Linked DNA regions of Muntiacus reevesi: region 1 is linked to region 2. The links are chromatin contacts, called in public Hi-C maps. All regions are on one chromosome and are shown on one strand. Each heading gives the region's core, a stretch centred on a gene start, on an enhancer-like site or on the middle of the called end of the contact. The rest is flanking DNA. Distances are from core to core; before and after follow the strand shown. Region 1 holds the start of SGPP1 (sphingosine-1-phosphate phosphatase 1). Region 2 holds the start of PPP2R5E (protein phosphatase 2 regulatory subunit B'epsilon).

The links. Hi-C and Micro-C count contacts between places; a contact is called where the count stands out from the background.
Region 1: a contact with region 2 is called in a Hi-C map of blood, with 2.6 times the contacts expected there. The contact joins the promoter of SGPP1 here to the promoter of PPP2R5E in region 2. A contact is called at or near these places in 2 of 3 Hi-C or Micro-C datasets (blood and muscle).

The regions. Positions count from the first base shown.
Region 1 is chr7:72,999,232-73,005,087 of mMunRee1.1, reverse strand. SGPP1 (sphingosine-1-phosphate phosphatase 1) reads left to right here and starts at 2,521. Exons shown (of 3, transcript XM_065941114.1): 1 at 2,521-3,402. The coding sequence starts at 2,707.
Region 2 is chr7:72,830,846-72,836,256 of mMunRee1.1, reverse strand. It overlaps PPP2R5E (protein phosphatase 2 regulatory subunit B'epsilon), which reads left to right and starts at 1,788. Exons shown (of 14, transcript XM_065940140.1): 1 at 1,788-2,400; 2 at 4,602-4,762. The coding sequence starts at 4,606.

The sequences.
Region 1 (5,856 bases), core at 1,272-3,771, 170 kb before region 2:
TTGCTTGTATCTCACTTCCTAGAACTGCTTATTATGTTTGGCTTTACATCTTTGAATATATTTGCATGTTTTCTCTTGTTATGTCTTCCTCATTAAATTAGAAATGTCTCAATATTAGACACAATATTTTCCAACCAGGGATGGACTATTATTTGCCTGCAGAGTTATGAATTTAAATGTAGTGAGTAGTTAAAGTCGCTCAGTCCCGTCTGACTCTTTGCGACACCATGGACTATAAGCCCACCAGGCTCCTCTGTCCATGGAATTCTCTAGGCAAGAATACTGGAGTGGGTTGCAACACCCTTCTCCAGGGGATCTTCCCAACCCAGGGATCGAACCTGGGTCTCCTACATTGCGGGCAGATCCTTTCAAATCCCTTTCTTCCAATTCTCAGAATCTGATTCTAGTTGAGGCACTCACTCTCTCACTTGGTTACTGTAATCATCTTCTAATGATTTAACTGGCCTCTGGTCTCTGACCTGTGGCAATTCACCATTGATTTCCTTCCTAGTCCTCTTTCTAAGCACAGCTCTAATGGTGTTAGTGCCAAGCTTAAAGGCCTTTGATGGTCCCGCACTGTTTACAAAGGCTTCCCAGGTGGTGCTAGTGGTAAAGAACTCGCCTCCCAATGCAGGAGATGTAAGAGACACAGATTTCCTTCCTGGGTTAGGAAGATCCCCTGGAGGAGGGCATGGCAACCCACTCTAGTACTCTTCCCAGGAGAATCCCATGGACAGAAGAGTCTGGTGGGCTTCAGCCCATAGAGTCACAAAGAGTCAGACATGACTGAAGCAACTTAGCATGTATGCACTGCTTGCAAAATAAAATCCCCAGCCTTTACAATCTGATTCTAGCTTCCCTTTCTAACCCCATTCCAGTCATTTACCCTTCCTACTCTGTATTTTATGAGCTATTAACTGTTTACCAAATGTCTTTGCACATTTCCGTCCGTCTTTATTCATTTTCTCTTTTCCAAAGATGGGCTTCTCCCAACTATTCATATCTCACTTTTCAATTATGATCTAGCTTAATAGGATCACCTCAACAACTTTTCCTAATCAACTTGTTTCTCCTTTCCAGAGCATGTTGTTTACGACTCAGTTTTAGCACTTACCATCTGCTCTATACTCCAGAGGGGGATCTATCTCTGTCTCCTATTTATCTTGTGAGCGACTTGAGGGGATGGGTGATGGTTTATTCATCTTTCTATGGGCACAGCCTGGCAAGTGGAGTTGGAGGAGAAGAATCATTCTCCCTGGGAAAGAAGAAAACACAACATTTCTAATGACATAAAGGAGGGGAATTTTCCAGCCTGTTTCTTGGAAGAAGTTCAAATTTTTAAATTTAGACATTCACTGTACCTGAAATAACTTCCTGGAACTAGAGTTCAGAACCCTTCTTATAAAAACCATTCTTTCTAGAAGTCAAATTTGTAACTTGTGGGACATGAAAGTTAAGTTTCTAAACCAGCCTTATCAAACTCAGAAATCTACCCCCTGAGTTCAGTTGCCAATTACATATCCTCTGTGCAACCCTGCTAGCTCTTAGAATTTATCAAACGGAAATTCTACAGGTAGGTTAAGAATAACTGTGATCTGGTAACTTAGACAAAAATATTTGTTAAATTCAAAACCAAACGGAGACTAGTCTTAATCCCTTGGGCAGACGAACCCAATTTAGACATTTCTTGCTTACGCCTTTGGAAATACTAAGCAAAATTTGAACTGCTTCTCAAGGCTGAAATGAGGTAACCGCTGAAAATTCTATTATAACTAATCACTATGAAGAAGAAAAAAATCACTACCTTATCACCATATAAGCTGCTTTATAACAACAATATACCCCGATGCCTCACTCCGTATCTTGGTTTGAGTGATCCTAGTTGACAAACTGTCTCTTTGGTGTGTGCACAATATCCATTTACTAATTACTACTTCAGCGATTTATTGGTTTTACTTCGTCTATTTCTGAGCTTTTGACAACCAATGACACGCTGCTGTCCTGGGACCTATATCTACTCTCGTCACCACCAGTCAACTGGCACGTGGCTTTAAAGACAGCTCCGTAATTACTTGTAATTCTTGGAGTGCGTGGCAGTTACTTCGCTTTCGTTCACCATTCACCATTTGATTCTGTGCCAGCAGGATGTCCGGGTGCTTGGCCACTGGCACCGCCGAACCTGGCACTGGGATCGTGGCCTTTCCCAGTCAACGCCGGACCGAGAGAAGTCGGCAACCCCAGCCAGCAGGGAGCGAGGGCTGAGGTTGAAGAGGGGCGCGCAAAGTCCGGCCCTCCGAGCGCCGCGACGCCTGGTGGGTATTAATAAGGAGAACCTCCAGGCCGCCGCCCTGCAGAGCCTCGGCGCCCTCACGCCGCCCGGGTGCGCTCGAGGCTGACCCGCGCCGCCGGGCCCACTTCTAGAGCGGCCGCGGGGGCGGGGCCCGGCGGGGCGCGCGCCGGCGCGTGGAGGCCGGGGCGGGGGCGGGGCGCGCGCGGCGAGGGAGGGGCGAGCGGGGCGGGGGCGCGCGGCGGCCGCTGCGGCCTGTGGCGCCGTCACCCGGCAGAACCCAGCTGGTGGCGGGAGGCGCCGCTCGCCTTGCCGTTGCCGCTGCCGTAAGCGCGCGGAGACGGATCGGGGCTGCGCCAGGGGCCGGCCCACCCTCGCGCCGCCGTCCTTCGGCCCGCGGGCCGCGCCGTTCCGTTATCATGTCGTTGGGGCAGTGGCTGGCCCAGCTGGTAAGCAGTTTGCAGGACCCGCAGAAAGTGGCCCGTTTCCAGCAGCTGTGCGGGGTGGAAGCGCCGGCGAGCTGCACAGCCGCGGCCGCCGCCGACCCGAGGGAGGATGAGAAGGCGGAGGCGCACCTCGCCGGAGAATCCCGGCGCAGAGAGCGGCAGCCGGGGGCGGCCGGAGGGCCTCCGCCGCCCGGGAGCGACCGCAATCAGTGCCCGGCCAAGCTGGGCGGCGGCGGCGCCCCCAACGGCGTGCGGAACGGGCGGGCGACCGAGGTGGGCCAGGCCTCGCCCCGGCGCGCGGGGCTTCTGCGCCGCAACTCGCTGACGGGCGAGGAGGGCCAATTGGCCCACGTGAGTAACTGGCCTCTCCACTACCTGTTCTGCTTCGGCACGGAGCTGGGCAACGAACTCTTTTACATTCTGTTCTTCCCCTTCTGGATCTGGAACCTGGACGCCCTGGTGGGCCGGAGGCTCGTGGTCATCTGGGTGCTGGTCATGTACCTGGGCCAGTGCACCAAGGACATCATCCGCTGGCCGCGGCCCGCCTCGCCACCCGTGGTCAAGTTGGAGGTTTTCTACAACTCCGAGTACAGCATGCCCTCCACCCATGCGATGTCCGGCACCGCCATCCCCGTCTCCATGGTCCTCCTCACCTACGGCCGCTGGCAGGTAAGGGTCCCGGTCCTCGCCCCGTGCAGCCTCCGAGCCCTCGTTGCCCTCCGCGGTCGTTTGATTTTGGCCATTCTCTTCGCAGACTTCTCTTCCCGCAGGTTTTCACAGTGCCCCCCCCCGCCCCGCGCCAAACAGGCCCTTTCTAGCTTAAATAATAATAATAATGAAACGGTGGGGAAAACCTAAGACTTAGACATCAAACTCCATTTTACTAGTAATGCTTTTCTTGGAACCTGATGGAAATACCGTTCGTGGAGTAATACATTATCATCGGGCTTTAGTTGAGTTGATAAACGGTTTTTAATTCTTGTGATGCACAGACTATCATTATGATTAAGTATATCGTGCTTATAATTAATCGTTGGGTGACTAAGATTCACCCGTTTTATACGGTGCCTTTCCCCAGACTGATTGCTGTTTCAGGCGTAGGTAAAAGTCATTGACTTTTGCTAGAGACAGTGTTTGTAAAATAAACATGGTCATTCAGGCAATGAAGTAATGAATTTTAAACGAAAGCCACCCTGTGGAAGTTAATGGAGCACCGCCTGAGTGCTCTTTTTAAGGGGTGTGGTTGCTAATTTGCTGATAGACACAATTTAATTAGCTTTTGGATCACTGATCTGTACTGTCAATTGTTGAGCTACAGTATGTTGGATTAACTTTGCAAATACTTGGTTTTAGTTGTTCTTAAAAGTAGGGATCTTGGTCAGACCAGCGGGTTTGTAAAAATGATAAATATGACAGCCTGACAGCCAGGGATGAGTGAGTTTTTAAACAGTAAACTTTTATATTTTGCGTACTGCTTCTGGCCTCCCACTTTTCAGTTTTTCGTGGTCTGTATATGCAGATTTTAAAGCTAGTTCTTTTTTATATAGAAGCAAAATTTATTTTTAGACTGATGTCTGTTTTATCTGTCAATTTAAAATTCTGAACTGAAGTTCAGTTGGTTTACAATGTTGTGTTAGTTATCGGTCTTTTAAATTGTAAGGAGGTTTGTTCGTTCTGCAGACCAGTCCCTTAATTTAAGAATAGAGTTAATAACTATGAAGAATCTGAGGAATCAGACTTCTTGATTTTTTTTCCCCCATCACAGCACAAAATTATCTTCTACTGAGAAATACACATCCTGTGTAAACTCTGTTATGGTAAAGTTACCTATCTCAGACTTAATTTCAATATAGATAAACCCTTGTCCTTATAGACACTTCTGGGCAGTGCATCTCTTACAGACCGTGGAAAATGTGTAATGTGTGTAATAAGAATGGCAGAATTATGAGGGAAGAGTACCATGAAAGTTTTTTCTTTTTCCCTATGCAACCTAAGGAGTTATACAGTAATGTTCAGATTGTAAAGTAATGCTGCTTGTTTGCATAATAGGTAAATATCTCAAATGCAGTTAATCTAAATACTTCAGAGTTTACTATTGTCATTGAGTTATGATATTTACTGGTTAGCTAATGATGTTTCTCTTATTTTTATGAGATTTTCAGGATTCCATAATGATAGAGCCTTTTATAACTCCTCATTTAGTAGCTATGTTGCAAGCAATTAATTTTTAGCAGTCCAGGTAAGAGAAAGTAGTTTTTTTCCTCTTCATTCATTGAGAGCACATGCTAACAGGAAGTCTGAAAACAGTACCACCGGATTGTTTATGGGATGCATCTATCAGTATTTTAACACTTCAGGGTTATTTGAATTACCAGAATATGCTTACAATATAGTTTTTCAACAACCTAGTATATTTAATTCAAAGTTTGAGGGCTTTATATATCATGCAGTTTTAGAATTTGAGCTAGTCAGGACTTCAGACGTCTCCTGGTCTCAAAGTGTCATTTTACAGATGTCGAAATTGACCAGTTACAGTAGAATTAATCTTGTAAAATTGGTTTATTCTTTTACATGTCCATTACAGGTTTGAATAAACTTCCAAAATTTGAGTAATTATTTGTCTTTGATTAGCTGTTTTAAAAAAAAGACTCCCCTACATGAAAGTTCTGTATTTATAAATGGCTATAATAATTCAGTACAAGGGGGGTTCAGGATGGGGAACACATGTAAATCCATGGCTGATTCATGTCAATGTATGGCAAAAACCACTACAATATTGTAAAGTAATTAGCCTCCAACTAATAATAAAAAAAAAACCCAAACAACCTTTTAAATTTTTTACTTTTTTTTTAAACCTTGTTGTGAATTGAAAACAAAAGTACCTTGCTTTGCTGTAAGGTGTGTAGGTCCTCTTCTCTGTCAATTAGTACTGTAGTACTTAGGAGGCTTGTATTTCCAGAGTGAGCAATGAAAAAATGTATGTATTGCCAAGTGGGATAGGAACTAAACCATGAAAGCCTAGTGTTTTTCTGAGTAACAGCAGTTTTGACTGACAGTTGTTGCCGTCTGCTTGTTCAGGACAGGTGTGTTTGTCTCTTACGTGCGTAGGATGCTGAAACTTCT
Region 2 (5,411 bases), core at 539-3,038:
TTGGTTTTAAAATCTTCCCTGGTTTAAATTCTGCATTTACCCTTAATCAGAAATTGAGCAAAGAAGTACTGCATGGCTGGGACACTGAATTTTTCATGAAGACTGGTATGGGAAATTGAGATGTGGAAATGCAAGTTTCTTGAAGGTGGGAGGAAGACTGGCATGCTAGCCAGTTTTATAATGCTTAGGGGAGATGGAACTTTTCAGCGCAAACACAGACACTATGTATAATGGCCAATCATCTGGAGCCAGTAGGGGAAACCCGCTTCCATCTAAGAGCACCAACTTTTTCGGCTTCCTATATCACTTACAATTTCTTTTAATGACAAATTTTTTTCATTCAAGACTCATTTCTGGGGATGTGCATAGAAATTTGCAACACTTGAGTGTTAAACAACACAAGAGAAATAAAAGCATTTTTTCCCCCCTGCTGTCAGTTGTATGCATGGTACAGTTTTACTTACATGCAGTTCTACTTCCTAACTATGGAAAACATGATATAATGCCAAGTGGAAAAATTAAAGTCTACAGAACGGAACACACAATTCTAAGGAAGAAAATGCTGGAGAGAAGTACACCAAAATGCTAACAGTGGTTGCCCCTGGGTTGAATGATTCTAAATGTTTTTTTTTTTTTTTTCCTTTTTCCAAGTTTTGAATATTTGGTACCTTGGCATTTGTACTTCAGAATTTTTTTTTTCACCCTCTCAAAAGACAAATGTAGCATGCACTCAAATAGAGCAACGGTTCAAGAATATTCTCTGGTAATGCACCACTTCGCCTGTTGTTCAGTCACTCGGTCGTGTCCGACTCTTTGCGACCCCATAGACTTCACCACTTGGCCTAGGGCTCACCAAGAATGCAACCATGCCTCTAAATATTTAATCACTTGTTCTAGCTAGAGTTAAGTGAAGCCTTCACCACAAACTCTTTCGGATCCAACTTGCCAATTAAAAGCTCCCAAACTCCCACAGTTTGGAGCTGGGTTTCCCTGAGTTCTGTGCAGCGGGTGAGCCCAAGCGGCTGTTCTCGGTAAACGATCTCGGGGCTTAGAGACAGCGTTCCCACCTGCGCCCGCCACACCGACCTGGCCCCAACCAGGCTTGCAGCAGCTCCAGGGAGCTGACATTCAAAACAGAGGTTCAGGAAAAAGGAGACGAGGACGAGAGAGAATTCGAAGCGATATCCAACCCTTGGCCAGGCCCCAGGGGTTCGGATTTCGGTGCCAGGCCTCCCACAAGGTGGAGCGGTGAGCGACTGCTGGGGGTTTACGGCCGCAAGGCGCGAAGGGCCCATCTACACGAGCAGCGGCGCTGGTTCCCGTCGCGAGTGGCCTATTCGAGCCCAGACGGTCCAGTCTCGCGGCTGAAAGGGGCGGAATCGAGGACCGGATTACCCGACCCTTGCCCTCGGAATCCTCAAGTTGCAGACGACCACCGCCCAGAGGTTCCGCACTGCACGGAAACCCTTCGTATTTATGTCAGCTGCACACCTCCTGAGCTTTAGCAGCTCCAGTTAGGCCTAGTCGCTGAAGCAGTTCTCTTCCTCACCCTACCCTACCGCTTGGCGGAAGCGGCGGCCGCGCGGCCTGAGAACGCGGCTGCATCCGGGTTCCTCTCGCCTTAGTCCAATCCCCGGTCTCCTCTCTTCCCACCCTCCTGTTTCTCCGCCCCCCCGCCGCCAATCCGCGATCGGCTCTCAACCGAACTTGCTGACAGGGGAGTGAAGGCGGACGCCGACCAATGAGGCCTCGCTTCCCGTTTGAAGTCTCCAGTGAGTGGGCGCCGGAGGCGGGCGCTGCTGGCGAGAAGGTTCGGTTGCGCGTGTGCCATGGACTCAGCCGCCCGGTGATATTGACAATAGGAGAGAGAAAGGGGCATTGACGGGGACCCACCGCTGGTACCGAACGGCGGCTCTGGCAGCGGCGGTTCCAGCCCCAGCGACTCCTCCTCTTTCTCCTTCCTTCTCCTGCTGCCGCTGCGGCTTCAGTCTTCCTCCCTCCCTTCCCCCCTCCCCTCGTCGTCGCTTCTGCCGCCGGGTCCGAGGCAACGAGCAGAGGCGCCGCCCGCCGGGAATGTGAGCGAGGAGCCACCGGCGGAGCCGCAACGGGGTCGGTGCCGATTTGATGGGACGGGCCCGCGGGGGAGGATCGTGAGGCCGCCGCCGCCGCCGCCGCCGGAGCGCTGAGGTTCAGGTCCGGCTGTGAGGCCTAGAGGCGCCGCCGCCGCGGAACCGGAGGGACGCCGCGCCGGACAGCCGTCGCCCCGGGCTCCCTGCCGCTGTCCGGACCTCCCCCTGCACGTCCCAGTCCCGCCACCCGCCCCCGCTGCGGCCCTCTTTCCCGTCTCCCGCCCCTCCGAAAGCACAGATCATCTTTGGATTCTTCTCCAGAAGCTTCAAGGTAACTTCGTCCCTCCAGCTCCGCGGCTTGTCTGCTTTCCTTTTCTCCTTGCTTGCCTCTTCCCCGTCCTCCTGGAGAACCCGCAGGGCACCGGCCTCGGGAAAGGCCTGACCCGAGCTGGCGAGGGGTGCGGTGGGATGAGGTGCGGGAGAGGGAGCGCCGGTCCCACTTGTCTGATTTACCTGCAATTGCTTCTGATGTTATCTCTCCTTGTTTGCCCCCTCCCCCCCTTTTTCTCCACCTTCCGGCACTGGAGGCGTATTCTTGTCCCCCTTTATCCACTGACGGAGGCGGAGGGGGGAGGAAAGGGGGATTGGTGTAGTGAGAAGGATTCTGTAGCAGCTTAGCTTCTCCAGGGCTTGGGGTGGTGGGGGGATGGGGTGGGTGGGAGCAAAGGGAGTATGTGAGCATCCCTACAGACCAACCCCTTGTCTGTCTTTCTCCTCCACCCCAGCACCCACTTTGGATTATCCTGAGCCTTGGAAATGCCCCGTGCCCGCTGCTCAGAGGATGATAAAGCTTGGGCGCCCTAGTCCGGGGCGAAACCTGTTTCCCCGGGCTTTGCACCGACCCGCTGTTACTGCACGTTCAGTTCTGCAGCGCTTTAGGGTTGAGATCCTTGACGTTTATCCTGGGCCGCGGGCATAAGGGTCAAGTGATTAAAAAAAATTTTTTTTTTTTTTTTTGCTACTAGTAACTTATCTCTAAGATAAGACGTGAAGAATAAAGGGGAGACAAAACGAGTGATGGAGGAACAGGATTTACGGAAATTTTGTGTTGTGAGGGTTACATGTAATCTAAATAACTCACATACCAGATTGGAAAAACTGCCCCTAAATTTACAACATACAGATGTGATGTGGAGCTTGTTGTAGATGCAGTCATTATGAAAATTTAATTTTAAGTGATCTTCTCCTACAGTCATTCATGCTTTGCAATTATCTATCACATTGTGTTTGAGGCTAAATTAGGTAGATTGCTAAAAAACTTTTTTTTTAAAAAGAGAGCCAGACGGGACTTCAGCATCCCAAACCTCAGCAGTATAAGGTTTTGTTTGTTCTTGGTTTCTGTTTTTGTTATTTTTGCTCTGTCAGAATCCAGCTAATCCAGGTAACTTTTTATTCTCACACGTTCAGGAAGAAACTCCCTTACTCTTTTATTTAGAGGTTAAAAACCGCTCCTGTTATGTAGGGATGACAGGTGAGTGATTGCATTTCAGCATTTCCACTATATGCCTTATTTCTATTCAGGACTGCCATTCATTTTGCATGGGGCATGGTGGAGCCTCGGTGCCATGGAAATGAGGGCATCTGTTTAAATTGGTGAATGAAACTGAGCTTAATGCTTTTTACTTTTAGGAAATAGCCTTCATTTTAATAATTTGAGAAGGTTAAAAAAAAAAAATCTCAAGGAACTGTTCTGTTCCATTAGTTTACGGAATGAAATTAATATTTGACGATGAACTTCAAGGGAACTCAACTTTGTTGCCTAAGTAGACTGTGATTTTAGGTTTTTGCATCAATTTTGCTGCATGATTTCATCATAGTTTTTAAGCTTTAGTAACATCAGATGGCTTCATTCAGAAAGAAGACTTCTTTGAAATGATTTTAATTATGCCCTTTATGTGTTCTGTTTAAAGTAATCTAGCCTGTCATTGGTGGTATGGTGTCGTTTATCTTAGCTAGCACATTGCATTAAAAAGTCATGCCTTGGTAGTTCAGAATTTGTAAATTTCACCTTGCTGTGATCCATTGGTGTAGATTCTTGAAGTACCATAAGGATTTCAACTCCAGAGCCCATTCATAATATTAAATATCTTGGGAAAATGTATCGATGGAAGTTTTCCAGTTGCAGAATAGCTCCAAAATTAATTTAGGATCTCAAGATGAGAAGAGCTGTGCAGTTAAAAAATGTATACATGGCTTACAAGAGTTTTTTCAGGTATAAACGAACATCTTTACTGCATATTGTAGAAGCAGCACAAGGCATTAGCATTACAATATTGTTTATGTAGCACTTATATTCCACCAAGTTTTTCTGCTTTCCCATTGAACATAGAACTGTTAATTGATTTTATTTGCTTTCTTTTCCCCATATTCCCATTTTCAAAAAAAGTGTGTGGGAATTTTAGAATTTGTGTTAACTCACTTGTTTGCTTCCACCTTGGGGGTGTGTGGATGATACCTCTTTCTCTTCAGTAGGGATATGTCCTCAGCACCAACTACTCCTCCATCAGTGGATAAAGTAGACGGATTTTCTCGGAAGTCCGTCAGAAAAGCCAGACAGAAGAGGTCGCAAAGTTCCTCACAGTTTAGGTCTCAAGGCAAGCCTATTGAGTTAACACCTTTGCCGCTGCTAAAAGGTAAGGCTCATGACCAGGTGATGGAATCCTTTTCAGTTGATCTTTTTATATCTGTATATAATTTTCTTTTTGTAAGTTCCATATTTGTTAAAATTCTTTGTTGCAAGTTGAAGGAATGGGAGACTTTTTAGACATGTTTTAGACAAGTTACTGGTCTGTGACCAGGTATACCCACTCCCACTTTTAGAGGGCTCAATTGAACCTAAATAGCCATGGACAGATGAAAAAACTTATTATCAGGAGTATCTCTCACATTGATAAGTAGAAAAACTGAATACCACAGAAACTTTAAGATGTCTGGGTCTGGTGCTTGCTTCGGCAGCACATATACTAAGATGTCTGGGTCTGTGTTTTTCTTTTTTTCTTCTGTTGAGATTTAGATGTATACATTGTATGCAATGACACCTATACAATCTTAATCACAGGAAGTAGTAGAGGATATGGTACCATTAACTTACATATAGAAAAGGATACTCGAAATAATTCATTTTTTAAAATTGAGAAAAAATGGTCAGTAATTGATTACACGCATTCTTGTTTTCAGATAGTACAAACAGGAAATGGATTTGATGATCATTCTTGTTTGTGGAATTAATTATGGATAAGTTCTTATGAGAACTGTTTTTTTCTAAATTAGACTTTATTCTCA